Regions from separate parts of the Mus musculus genome. Here region 1 is linked to region 2. Evidence: chromatin contacts called from public HiChIP or PLAC-seq data. All regions are on one chromosome and are shown on one strand. Each heading gives the region's core, a stretch centred on a gene start, on an enhancer-like site or on the middle of the called end of the contact. The rest is flanking DNA. Distances are from core to core; before and after follow the strand shown.

Region 1 (6,904 bases), core at 4,298-6,797, 200 kb before region 2:
AGCAATGTCCTTAAACTCTCCAGGAATCGAAATTCCTTAGAACACTGGAAACAACAAAAATTTATCTGAGAAAGATTGTCATCTGAGGAGGCTGACTTTCATACCCAAATTGGGGGTTTTAAGAAGCAAATTTGGACCAAGGATGCTGCAGCAGGTGTTTCCAGGTTCTTGGCAACAGAGCTATAAAGTATTTAATATAAAATAAGGTAAAAATAAATAAATAAATTTAGAATAAATGTAAAATTTTAAATAAAATATAAAATATTTAACTATAAAATATTTTGATAGAGTTTTTAACGGGCACTAGAAATTAACCTACCACTGAGATTGACTATGTTCATTCTACCATTTAAAAGAAATAAAGAAGAAAGAGAGCAATCACTGAGAGTCATGACTCCTCGCTTGTCATTGACATCTTTGACTATAACAGTAGGAAAGAATCGCTGACCTAGCAAGCCTGGATTAATACTGAGCTTTCTGCTTAGGAGACTCAACCCACAAAATCCTTTGGCTGTAGGCTGTGGGCAGAGGGCATTTTCCTAAAAGGAAGACACATAAAGGCTCACCTGAGCACATGCAAGGAGCAATCCATTAGCTCATTTGAATCCAATCTGTAGATCTGGAGGGCTGGAGGGCAGCGAGAACCATTTTGATACAGACAGAGACAGAATTTGCTCTATTTCAATTTTAGAATCTGTGCTAAAATGGGCAATTTAGAATAATAAAGCTATCATGTGCTTCTTGGTCTCTCCTGGCTTTTGAATTGTTGCATTTAGATCTTAACTCTTTGCTACGGATGCTTTGTCTGGAATATCTTACTGATGTGCTGACTTTGAATATATCCTGTTTATGGAGTGAGAGGGAATAATAACTGAGTGTCCTTTCATGAGGCTGATCCCTCATAGTGTGGTGGCAGCTTCCACGGGAAGGTGATCCATTTTGCCATTTAGTGTTTACCTCATTTCTGCTAATAAACTCCCCCAAATTGGCTCAAATGGACATTCCATTGGCTATCAGTGAAGAGACTAAGAGACACTTCCAGCTTGCACATTTCTTCTACTAGAAGGCTGGCGACAGAGCTTTGCAGGACTGAGCAGCCCCAGCATCTGGCACACAGACACTGGGAAAGACAGAGAAGACCTATCTAAGTGGATGATGTTTACGGATCCTACGTCAGTGGATTGCACAGCAGAGTCCCAGCCCCCAGCCCCCTGTTATCAGTACAGAATCCTGGGTCTCACCACACACCTACTTGATGGGTAGCCTTGGGAACAGGAGGATCCAGTTATCACCAGAATCCAGATGGTTCTCATGGCCAGTGAAAGTCAACTGTTTTCTCAGAGTGGGTGTCTAGAATGAGCCAAACAGACATCATGCATTAAATATCATGCATTAGATATCCAGATTAAGTTAGTGCAAGCTAACAATTGCTGGATGAAACATTGACCCCACACACACTTAATATATGTGTGTGTATACAAGTAAATGTATGTGTAGATACATTTAATATCTCATATCAAAGAAAAAGGAAAAAACAATTGAACTGAAATTGAACACAGGAAGTAAATAAATGATTTACTGAAAAAAAATCAAATGTTTAATATACATAAGACCTAACAGCTGCATGAAACCTGGACAATGGTCATTAAACAATCTGTTTTTCTTTAATTAGATTAGAATAATTAATATGCATAGTATGTGCTTTGTCTCAGATATTGTAGAGATTCTACTGACTTTGAATATATTCAGTTTATGGAGTAAGATGGGAAAAATAGCTGAGTGTTCTTTGATATGGCTGGTATTCACTCACCTTAAAAATGGACACTTAGAGTATTGGAATAGCTCTATTCTGAGGAATTAGCATATAGTATTTTTTATTAATTAAAAGCATACCTATATCTATAAACAGGAATAGTCTTATATTTATCATTTATATACACTTAAATTTTTACAACAATTAAAATATGTTCAATTTTGCTTTTGCACCAACATTTTGGCAACAGGTTACATGTGCAGGGGTGGGAAAGAGAAGGGTTAGTCATAACTTGTCAAAGTTCTCAGAACATGTAACTGGTACGCACTCAGTCCCAAATGGAATGCCCATATGACCCCCACCCCCACCCCCTGCAAGGCTCAAGAAACACCATGGAAGATGGGGGCATAAAAATGTAAGGACCTGAGTAAGAAATGGAGTATCTGTCATGGGGCACTGTCTTCTGTGCATGATGTGGCCGTTTTGTTCCTGAGCTTGCAGCTCTTCTGTGTACGAGACATGCACAAGATTGGACTCATCACCATCCTGCATTGGAGGGAGAAGAAGTTCACAAGGCCCCACCCCTTCCTAAAAGTCTGGCAGGCAGCTGATGGTTTCTAGGCAAAGAAGAAACATTTCTTTCGTGACATAAGGAGCCCATACTTCTATAAATAGCCCTTCCCTCATGTTCCTGTAAACAACCCTATTGAAACTCATTGGTGTGCTTGTGCGCTCTCTCTCTCTCTCTCTCTCTCTCTCTCTCTCTCTCTCTCATACACACACACATCATGACAGTAGAAGGGGTCTAGTTGGGAAAAGAAGGGGTAATGGGAGTGAATGTAATCAATTTGCATTATAGTCACACATAAAATGCCATAATGAAGCCCATTGTTAAATATAGTTAATATCTGCTAATAAAAACTTTTTAAAAAGATAAATTAATAAAATATTATACTATGTTATCTTTTGCAGAGTTGAAAATGGTGGCAGATATATATATCCTGATACGAAAAGCTCTCTAAAACACAAATGAAAGAGAAATTTGCAGCAAATTTTCTCACTTATGTAAGACAAAAATACATAATGTCTGCATACAAGTAGCACATACAATCTTCTATACAATATGTGTTTGGCAAATATCTAGCAAACTGGTAAATTTTACAATTTTATAACTTTTAAGATTCTTTGTTTGCTTGCAGTGCTGCGGACTAGTCATGTGGCTCTGTGCTTTTGATACAGGATGTGTATGGTACATGGGCAGGGAGCTACAGCCTTGCACACGCTAAGCAATGCTCTGCCACACAAGTACATACTTGGAAGGGTCTCTATTCTCTTTCGGTAGCTTGCTGTTCTGGGGAAAACATACCCCATTGGCCTTAGTAAATGATCTCAGCAATTGTTTGATGAATTACAATTATATAATTAATAAACTGGGCAGTTGGTGGCCAATTTCCCAGAGAGATGCCCAGTCAGGGCTCTCTCCAAGACTCATTGCCACCATAATGGTAAGGCACATCAGAGACAAACAAGCAGACATTGTAGGTCACCTTGCTTCTTAACCCCAGGTTTGATGCTCCAGATATTAGCATCTCAGTGCTCAGACATCCAGCCTACCGTTTGCTTCCATGTGCTCTGCCAGACCCTGGACACCCTGTGCCCCACCCTCCCCCAGCTCTGTTTTCAGTGCATGCTCATGTCCGTGTTTCCCAGTGATCCCTATAAAACTGTGACAGGAGTCTTGAAGCCAGATGTGCAATTACAAACTAAATGTTGGTGTCACACCCTTGATTGGTCTTTCAGGGCTCTTGCCTCAATGACAACCTTTTCTTTACCCAGCCTGCTAGGCTTCTCTCTGGCCTCGTACTCTCTTCTGTTAGTAAGTCACACAATTTCCAAGAAAACTTTTGATCCCCGGATGCTGCAGCCCCTGATCACTTGATCTGGCCCTACCCCATGCCTGGAGCAGTCTCCACTGACTTCTCCACATTGGCTCCATTTCTTTCTGGACAGACATGGAAAAGTGCCCTTTCTGGGGACATGCCAAAGTTCCCTTTAGTCCTTCTGCTGTCACTGGGAAACCTAAGGTCCTCAGATTTGAGCAATTTAAGAATCAGTATGGATCAAAGAAGACCAAGGCATACCTACTGCCTACATGAACCTGCCAGAACAAAGTAGTCATATCTTTATGACCTGGCATTCTGACCCTCAATCCTGTACTTGTGAAACTACTATTCCTGCCTTACCCTGATGTTGAGCCTGAAACCCAGGTGGGATCTCCCCCCCCCCTCCCCCCGGTCTCTCACAAGCAGGCAGTTATGGATGGAGGTGTTCCACTAGCTCATGCAATGCTCCCATCTGTATAACCTGCCCTTGCAGGACTGCGTAAGCTCTTGATACCAGGACATACTGCTTTCCCCCAGCCAGCACTCGTTTTTGTGATGTCATGATGCTGTTTTCCAGAGTTCTAGGTCATGGCAACCTGACTTTGGAAGTCATGAGTTAAAGCGTGTGTTTGCACTCTGAGCTGACTGTACAGAACAGGTCTCAGCTGGAACAGACAGGCCACTGTGGCACAGGCTTGCATTCTCACTAATCGAAGGGGGTGGCAGGATTGTGAGTTTGAGGCCAGCCTGGGCTGTATAGTGGGATCCTGTTGAAGAAGATCAGAAAAAGAGGGAGAGATGAGTGGGGAGCAGGACGAAGAGGAAGAGGAGGAGAGGGAGGAAAGGAAAGGGAGAGAGAGGGGAGGGAGAAGGGGAGGAGAAAGGGATGGGGAGAGATGTCCAGCAATCATAGGAGCCAAAAACTGCCTATAGTCATTCTGGGACCTTCTGAGCCAGCCTAGCAGTCTGGCCAGGTGCATCTTCCCCCCCCCGCCCCCCCCCCCCGCGAGGGATTACTGTCAGATTTAGAATAGAGAAATCATCTCACAAGTGTTCTAACCTGAGCTCAAGCATGAAGCGGCAGGTGTAAGAGGATGGCAACCCTCACCTACGGCAGGGCCCACTCCGCTTCTGTGCTTTGCCCCTCCATCTTGTTGCATCCTGATTTTGTTGCCTGGTTTTGTGTCCGGAGATCTTCATAGGCCAGGTGAACATCGCAGTGAAACGCGGTGGCTTTGTGCATAAGGGCTTCATTTTTCACAGCCATCCTTCTAATAAAAACTGTTTGAAGAAGGAGAGATTGAAGGTTTCTGAGGTTTAAGCCAGGTTGTCATCTAAATCATCATCTCTTCTGGACAAAGCAGCCATTGTCTGCGGGAGTTGGCATGACGGAGAAACCACAAGAGGGCGCACAAAGCCTCGGAATAAATGCTTCGTCTATCCTGGACGCTAAGGAGGCAGAATTGCCAACCCCAGCGCTGGAGGACTCTAACTCCTCCAGACATACGAATGTTCTAGAAGCCCTTCGAGGATGTTTTCATGGTTAGATAAAGAATAGCACTGCAAGTGCACAGAGGGGAGATGTAGGAGGAGTGTTGAGAAGAAAGGGAGTGATTGGCAGGAGAGAAGGGATAAGACAGGAAGACCAAAGGCAAGGAGAGAGGAGAGCCGGGTGGGTGGGAGGGACGGGTGGAGAGGAGACAGGAAAAGGAATGTCGCTTTTTATAGGGCCGAGAGACACGGAAGTCTGGTGTTTCTGTGGACCAGATGGTGTGGCAGGGGAAGGGACCAGGCTGCGGCTTCTCTGGGGGAGAAAGCTGGATGTCTCCCAGGTCTATGAAGTCTGAAGTATGGCGTGAGCTGTCTGAGTCTCTCAAGGGCTTTCCCAGCCTGTTTGCCAGCCTGCAAACTTACCCTTTCTTTGTTGTCACTTTAAAGTCACAACTTGCCTTGACCATGAACATCCATCCTCCTGGCAAACAAGGCCTCATTTTGACGTCAGCAGGCCATGAGGCAAGAGAAGGTGGGCCTGGTAGTAATGACTCCCAGCTGCTTCACGATCACATTTTATTACTGATTATGTAAAACTTTGAGATAATGGAAAAGGAAGTAAGTGGTTGGTTTTTGTTTTCCATTTAAAAATATGTCAGTCCAACAAGAATGGGTAATATTTTGCAAGCTCTTCCTGTATTTGGGGTAGAGATGTAACCTCTAACATTCAAGTGGCATGGGGAAGGAACTGGAATTATCTCTGTCACAGAGGTGAAGTGACTCACCCAAAGACACTTCGCAAGCAGCAAAGGCTGACTTCTGAGCCCAGATCTTGCAACTGCAGAGCCTGTAGCTTGACTAAAATTCATGTCTGTCCAGTGAGCCCAAATTTAAGAATCTATTTCCAAATACCTCTTTGTCATCCATGAATGGAGTTCTTAAATATCTTGACATTAGGACCCCTGTATAGTGTGTGTGTGTTTTAACCAAGTTTCTCAGAAAAAAACCTACAATCTCCATTGACCTTTTTTACAGAAATGATTAATTAGTTACAACAGACTACTGTGATTGGAGTGTTTTAAGCCCTGAGGCAAATTATCTTGGACTACTTTGGTGCCCTAAATAGTCAATTTTTTTGCCTGTTCTGAAAACATCCTGTAACTATTAGGTAAATCATTTTAGAATGTGCTATCAGGTCTCTGGCTTCCACTGATTCAGAAGCCATGAGGCTCAGCAGATACCATTTGAAACCTATAGCATTTGAAGCCTATAGCAGAAATGTCCCACTTTTCGGTAAGTACCTAATTCATGAAAAATGTCTTGAGTTATGACTTTCTTTTGTTGTGTTACTATAAAAAAACTTCATGAATCTGCTGTCATATTGCAACATGGAATCTAAAGTAACCTAAATCGGTGTTCCCAGGCCATGGTTACTCATATTTGTCTCCAAAATAAACTATCTCTTCTCTTTGAGATGAAGGCTATGTTTTCTACTTGACAGCAAAGTGTGACAGCAAAGTGTGTCCCATAAGTGTGTGTGTATGTATGTGGGTGAGCAGATGGGTGAGCAGGTGAATGGGCTGGTGGTGTGTGTGTGTACAGAGACCTACATCAGTATCTTTGTCCCTCACTCTTCACCTTGTAGTTTGAAACATGGTCTCTCACTGAACCTAGTGCATATAGATTGGCTTGACCAACTGACCAAGAAAGTTCCAGGGACTCTTGTCTCCTTGCCCTAGCATTCAGGCAGATACTCTGCACACCCAACTTTTTACAG
Region 2 (6,594 bases), core at 3,560-6,059:
GTGTACCGCTATCTGTGTATCTGTGTGTGTCTGTCTGTCTGTGTGGTGTCTGTGCCTCTCTGTGTGTTTGTGTGTGTCTGTGCCTGTGTGTGTACTGTGTGTGTTTATGTGTGCATGTGTTGCTACACACAGCTACACCTATGTGAGGGTGCTAAAGCCCGAGGAAGTCAGCAGGTCTCCACCTCATCCTTTTGAAACAGGGTCTCCCCAGAACCAGACCCCAGTGTTCTTTTAGCTAGGTTTCCAGGCAGCAAGCCCAAAAACCTTGCCTCTCCTCTTGTCAGTGCTGGGTTACAGGCATGCATACAGCCATGCCTGGCTTTTTAGACAGATGCTAGGATCTGAACTCTGGCCCTCATCCTTACAACTCAAGTGCTTCTAACTACTTAATTAAATACTTAATTATTTCTCCAGCCCTGCAAGCCTATTCATCAATAAATGTTCTCTCTTTCTCTCTCTCAAATACACTTAATATACAAACTTTTTAAGCTATAACATGAATATTTGAAAAGAAATAATAAAACTGTATAAATTGGCACTTCCACACTAGTTTAGGCATATTAACCTCCAATAGAACCCCCTACCAAGTGAGGCTCTGTTCTTGGCTTGGTTTGGGTAGACTAATGGTTACCAGTCTGCTTGGCTTCATTCTATTATGTTTTACTTTGTGTGGGTGATACTGAGGACTAAAGTCAGGGTCAGGGTATGGAAGGCAAATACTCCACCACCAAGCTCCAGTCCTAACCCTTTGCAATTTTTATCTTGAGCCTGGATCTCACTAACTTACTGAGGTTGGCCTGGGTTCACTGTGTAGCCCAGTCTGCCCTGGAATCTGAGATCCTCCTGCCTCAGCCTCTTGGGTAGCTATGATGACAGACCTGTGTCTCCATGACTATCTTCCTATCTGATATTGAAGGCATTTCCCTCTTCCATCCCTGCAGTCTATGGGATGCCCTTTTCTGTATTTATAACAGCAACCCCTGGGCTTCTGGGTTTGCGTCCCAGGCCCTTTTCCGCCTCAAAAGAAATTGTGTCTCCCAGCCTCCTCAGTTCTCAAGTTTTGTTTCTGTTTTGCCTCAGAAGGAGCAGGGTCCTCTCCATGACACTTCTTGCTGTTTCCCATGTGTTCTATGCATCCCTACCTGTGTCTCTGGACTGAGGACCCAGAGCTCTGTCCTCTCTGCTCGTGGTGTCTGCATCTGCATCTGCCTAAGGCCTCTGTTCCTTTCTGGAGAGCCCTTACTTCTTCAGCTCTCCCACTTCTTTTGTCACTGTCTTTTACGGGATTCATGGTCATTTCCTTTCCTGTCACTCATCAGCCTCAGCATCTGGCCCCCTGCCCAGCACTGCCAGCAGTACCTCCAGGACTTGCATACACGCATAGCAGTAGCTCAGTCTATTCGGGTTTTCACATGCATTGCTATGCCCACCTCCTCCAGCCATGCGTGTGAGCATGTGCACTGGGTCTGACTCCCACCTTCATTTCCACATTCACTGAGGCTGACAATCCTCTCAGCCCTGCTTCTTTCTCTTGCCTGCCTGACTCAGAACCTCCTGCCTGAGGTCATTCTTCAGACTATTAAAACATTAGGCCCTTCCCCCATACCTGATCCTGGCCCCCTTTTCCTCTCCCGTTCCCCTCTTCTCTCTCACTTGTGAAGTGGAAACCTAATGGTTCTTTGGAGAGTCAGTTGTGTTGGATGGTGTTTTGCTGGGGCAAACATGTAAAGGAGTGTTTTCCTGAAGTAGACACAGGTGAAAGACTGTGAAGGAATGCTTCACTGAAACCAACACAGGAGAGAGGATGTTCTACTAAAGCAAACATGTGAAAAGACACACGATGAAGGATTCTTTGCCAACAACACACATGTATTTGTCTGCCTTACATTGCATAGTTGAGCTCCATTTGTTGGGACGATGTAGACTCTGGCTGATATGATGAAGTTGCTGAGGCAAGACACATGGAGGGCTCGAGATGTTTGCAGGGTATAAATAGGACTCAATGGACAATGCAGGAGGCTGAGCTAGGCTTGCTTATAGAGCTAGATGTGCAACGCTTGAGGGTCTCAAGTCTTCAGTGATCTTCACTTCCCTGAGAGAGACACAGCCAAAAACTTCTCCTGGTGTTCCTCCTGGTCCCTCCTGCTAACTAAAGCTGAAGCCTGGCTGTCTCTGCTAGGTCATGTCATCGCTGTTGTTAACCCAACTCTACTGAACTGGACTGCTGCTGTATCCATGAGGTGTTTGCAAGTAGACCAAGCTGCCACTGTTAACCTGTGAACTGAACTGCTGATTTCCAGACAACTTAGATGGGAGTTGCTCCAAAGAATCCTTCTAAACAGATCCACTTTCTCCATATCCTTTCTTTCCCACTACCTTTGGTGAGTAGTGGGCCATAAGGGAGGTTAAAGTGTTTAAGGACCATCATTGAAAATAGGATTTGAAAAAATTAGAATTACACACCTGGGTCCCTCCCTTCCTCTGTCTCCTGTGATTATTTTGTTCCATCTTCTAAGTGGGATTAAAGTATCCTCACTTGAGCCTTCCTTCTTGTTAAACTTCTTATGGTCTGTGGGTTGTATCATAGGTACTTTTGGCTAATATGTCTGGCCTCAGTGGGAAAGAATTCACCTAATCCTGTAGAGATTTGATGCCCCAGGGAAGAGGGATATAGGGGTGGGGTGGGTGGAGGAGAAGGGAAAAAGGGATTCTGTGAAGAACTCTGGGAAGGGGGACCAGGAAAGGGGACAACATTTGGGATGTAAATAATAAAACAATTAAAAATTTAAAAATTAACGAATTAAGTGAATAAATAGTCATATGATCTTTTAGGGTTTGCAGGGATCTGTTCCATGGGTGGCACAAAATCCTAACACTACTACTGATGCTATGTTGTACTTACAGACAGGAGCCTAGCACTGCTGTCCTCTGAGGGGCTCTACCAGCAGCTGACTTAGACAGATGCAGATACTCACAGTCAAGCATTGGACTGAGGTCTTTGACCCCTATGGAAGAGTTAAGGGAAGGACTAAAGGAACTGAAGGAATAGCAATCCTACAGAAAGACCAACAGTGTCAACTAACCTGGACTCCTAGGAGCTCCCAGAGACTGAGCCACCAACCAAAAAGCATAGAGGGACAGGTCTGAGGCCCCAGGCACATATGTAACAGATTGCCTTGTCTGGCCTCAGTCAGGGATAGGGGAAAGAACTCTGTGAGGGGGAACTAGGAGGGGGCAACATTTTGGATCTAAATAAATAAAATAATTAATAGAAAAAAATCAGGCCCATCAGTCCATCCTCAGGATCATAGTGTTAGCCTTATCTTGCCTCCTCTTTCCCTGTCTCTCAGCAGAACTCAGAGCTTAGCAACATTACCTAGAGACCCTTGATAACACTTAAGGTCCCCTTGCTCTGCATGCCTTTTGGTTTCTCTTTTCTGGAAAAAAAAAAACCTCACCCGTGATGGAGTCAACTGTATGCCTCCTAACAGTCTATAGTCCCCAAAGAAAGGCACACAGCAATGCAGACTTGTCTCACCATGGGAGTATAAATCCTAGCATATGTGTTCATATCACATATCCGCTAATGTAACGGTTCTCTTAGCTCAAGGAATTATATATAGTCTGTGATATGCTTGCTATCATATAAACCTTAAGTGTCCCCTGAACGTGTGCGTGAAATCCTGGCCTCCAGAAGGCACTGCTAGGAGGTGGCAGTGGAGGTGGAGGCTTCAAGAGACGGGATAGAATTTCTGTCCACAGAGCAGTGCTCCAGACGGGCATTGTGTAGCCGCAGCCACTTCCATCTTCCCCCCTCCCTAGCCAGGAAGCAAATGGTTTTGCTTCACCATGCTCTCCTGCATCAACGTGCTGGCTCACCACAGCCCCTGAAACAATTAGGTCCGTGAGTTATGGACTGGCTGGAACCTACAAAACTGAGGAAGCTAGTCTATTCTTATCTGTTGGCCAGCTCAGATGTTTGTTATTGTAACAGAACAGTGACTTACACAGTGATGAAACTGCCTCGAGGTGGCTTCTCAGATACATCCCCATCACTGAGAGATGTGTAGCAATTTTGTTTCTGGATTCTCCAACATTACATTTTATTCCACCACTGTGCAATTCAAATTAAAAGGATATTCGGGTTTTCAGTTTGGTTTCAGTTTCTCTTGTTTTTCTGTCCACTCTTGTTGATTTACATTTAAATTTTTTTTCTCCCTAATTTCCAGACTTTGATGCAAAGGCCACTGGTGGCTGGAGCTTAGCCAGGTCGCTGTCATACCATTACAGTGGCTGCATTGTCTAGGGCAGCTCTTGCTGCTGTCAGAGCCCTACAGTCCCCTGTCCCAGCTCCAGTACAGAGTGTCCCTGTTGCTGTTTGTCTGAGCCATTGTTTCTCTGATTCTAAATTTGGCTTTACAATCTAAGTTCTATCCCAGTTTAAGCTCACACCTGTCCAAACTGACTAAGAAGGTTTGTCACTACTGTGCAAGCTGACCTATGCTTTGCTCCCTGCATGGGGGGGGGGGGGGGCCACACCCTCCTGTTTCTGTTCTCCAAGACAGAAAGAGATGCTCTTTGGGGGTACTCCGATGCACACCTAAGCAAGCTTGCAGGCTAGCTTGGCCTTACTCTTCTTTCTCATATTGTGCTCACACTAACTTCCTTTTCTTCTTCCTTGTAGCCCCAGCCTCCCTGAACTTTAACCCTGCAGACAACAGTAGTGGCGGCAGTGGCAGCAGCAGCTCCCTTCCAGTGGTTTCTGTGGGGAGCCCCTCTAAGATCTCCTTCTCTGCAAAGTCATAACTGAATCTGTCACATCCTCTTCCTTCTCCCACTCCACCAGTCCCCAGCCAGCACCTAACATACTGTCATAGCCCTTCACTTCCCCATTTTGGGAAATCTTTACTCTGAAATTCTTAGCCCCAGTTCAGGTCCCCATCCTGACTTTCAGACCACGTACACCTGATCCCTAGCAGAGGATGGGCCCTCTGGTGAGTTTTCAACTTGAGGATGGTGATAAAATGTACCCCAGCTGCCACTCTGTTCTTGCTCTTATTGAGGCCATCCATCAAGGGTTTACAGAAGGTTGTCAACACTTTATCATGAAGTAGCCTTTGTAGTAGATGATGTTTTCCAAGTGTGGCTGACTGTTGTAAGTTCTCTGAGCACATTCGATCTGAGCCAGGCTAAGATTTGGAATTACAGAAATTTTCATCATAAGGTACTTTTTTGTACTTATGATGGATTTGTTAGAACAAAAGTTCAGGCTATCTTTAATCAACACCCACTTGCAGAGTTAACCATTCACTGCTTTTGTTGCGCATGAAGGTGGACCAAGCAGAATGGGTTTCTGATTTCATAGGAATTTGGCAGGAAACTGCTTCTGAGGCAGAATCCTGCCGTGGGTTCAAGCCCTACTAACCCCGATCAGTTTGATGGAGTACCAGACCCAAGGATGCTTTCACTGCCAAGGGAAGACTGCCATCACCATCCTTCTGTGTGATGACATCTATCAGAAGTGGCAAATGACATTCCTGTCACACCAGCAGCTCAGCCAGGATATTAGTATGTGTGGTACATTCAGTACATTGCTCTTCTGAGATTTAGAAAGATAGAGGCAAAATCTTATGACTTTGGAGAAAAAAATCTTCATAGATTTCCACAAGGAAATCGCTACCTGAAAATCTAATAGAAATGTTCAGGTTCTAATATACAAATCCATTTGGTATTTAATGTTGTTTTATGAATGTACCCTTAAAGTCAGGCTCTATAATTAAATAAATGAGTGCAATCTAAGTATTAATTATGCAATGCCTATTTGCTTTGCCAAAGAAATATGATCCCCAGAAGGCTTTGGTTTTGTATTTAATTTAATTAGTGAATTTAATGCTTGTCCTCTAAATTGCTCTTCTTGTACTTTTGCTAAAGGAAGGTGGCTAGCTTGTCAGAAGGAATCACTCACGAATTGGCTAATTAATTGCTTTAATCCTTATATGATGAGATTCACATGGAGATAGAAGAGGACATTCTAAGGACAGACCAAAAAAAAAAAAAAAAGAAAAAAAAAAAAAGCCCTAATGTGAAGATCTTTTCCATACAAGGATTCTTCATGTAAAAGGATCAGATTAAGGAAAGAAAGGTTTACAGAGATATGTTAATCACTTCTGTCTAATTAGAGACCAAACATTAAACGACAAAAACCAGAAGTCCAAGCAATTTCAATCTTCATAGGCTAGGATTCAGAAAAACCCTGGTGCTAACCTAACCTGACATTTGCCGAATATTGAAGGCCATCACTGTACTACCATGATAAATCCTAGACCTCAAAGGTCACGCCAGTGTTTCTAAAGCTCACATATGATATTACAGTATTTCACAATATAGATTCACAGCATGTCCATTCAAGTTCTCTTTAATTCACTGCCAAGGAGCTAAAACAATCATCTGTGTGTGTGTGTGTGTGCGTGTGCGTGTGTGTGTGTGTGTGATCAGTGTGATAATAAACCTGTTCCCATTAACTGATGAATAGATAAAGAAAATATGTCTCATGCATACCATGGAACACTACTCAGCCATTAAAGTGAAGTCCTG

Evidence for each region. HiChIP or PLAC-seq counts read pairs in DNA pulled down with a chosen protein or histone mark.
Region 1: an H3K27ac HiChIP or PLAC-seq map of bone marrow-derived dendritic cells shows a contact between it and region 2, with 2.4 times the contacts expected there. The contact joins the promoter of 4930447M23Rik here to the enhancer-like site in region 2. A contact is called at or near these places in 8 of 484 Hi-C or Micro-C datasets (CD4 T cells, CD8 T cells, conventional dendritic cells and 4 more) and 2 of 115 datasets of contacts at active chromatin or transcription factors (bone marrow-derived dendritic cells and bone marrow-derived macrophages).

What each region holds. Positions count from the first base shown.
Region 1 is chr2:19,342,960-19,349,863 of GRCm38.p6, reverse strand. 4930447M23Rik (RIKEN cDNA 4930447M23 gene) reads right to left here and starts at 5,547. Exons shown (of 4, transcript NR_126563.1): 1 at 4,745-5,547; 2 at 2,177-2,299; 3 at 1,253-1,350.
Region 2 is chr2:19,143,801-19,150,394 of GRCm38.p6, reverse strand. No RefSeq gene overlaps it. Among named protein-coding and RNA genes, the nearest start is that of Armc3, 52 kb to the left of the region's middle. Within about 2 kb of position 4,809, at least 100 of the 459 cell types and tissues checked have an H3K27ac peak or open chromatin away from gene starts, as enhancers often do. A contact at or near this core is called in CD8 T cells, bone marrow-derived dendritic cells, bone marrow-derived macrophages and 1 more, where this site is marked.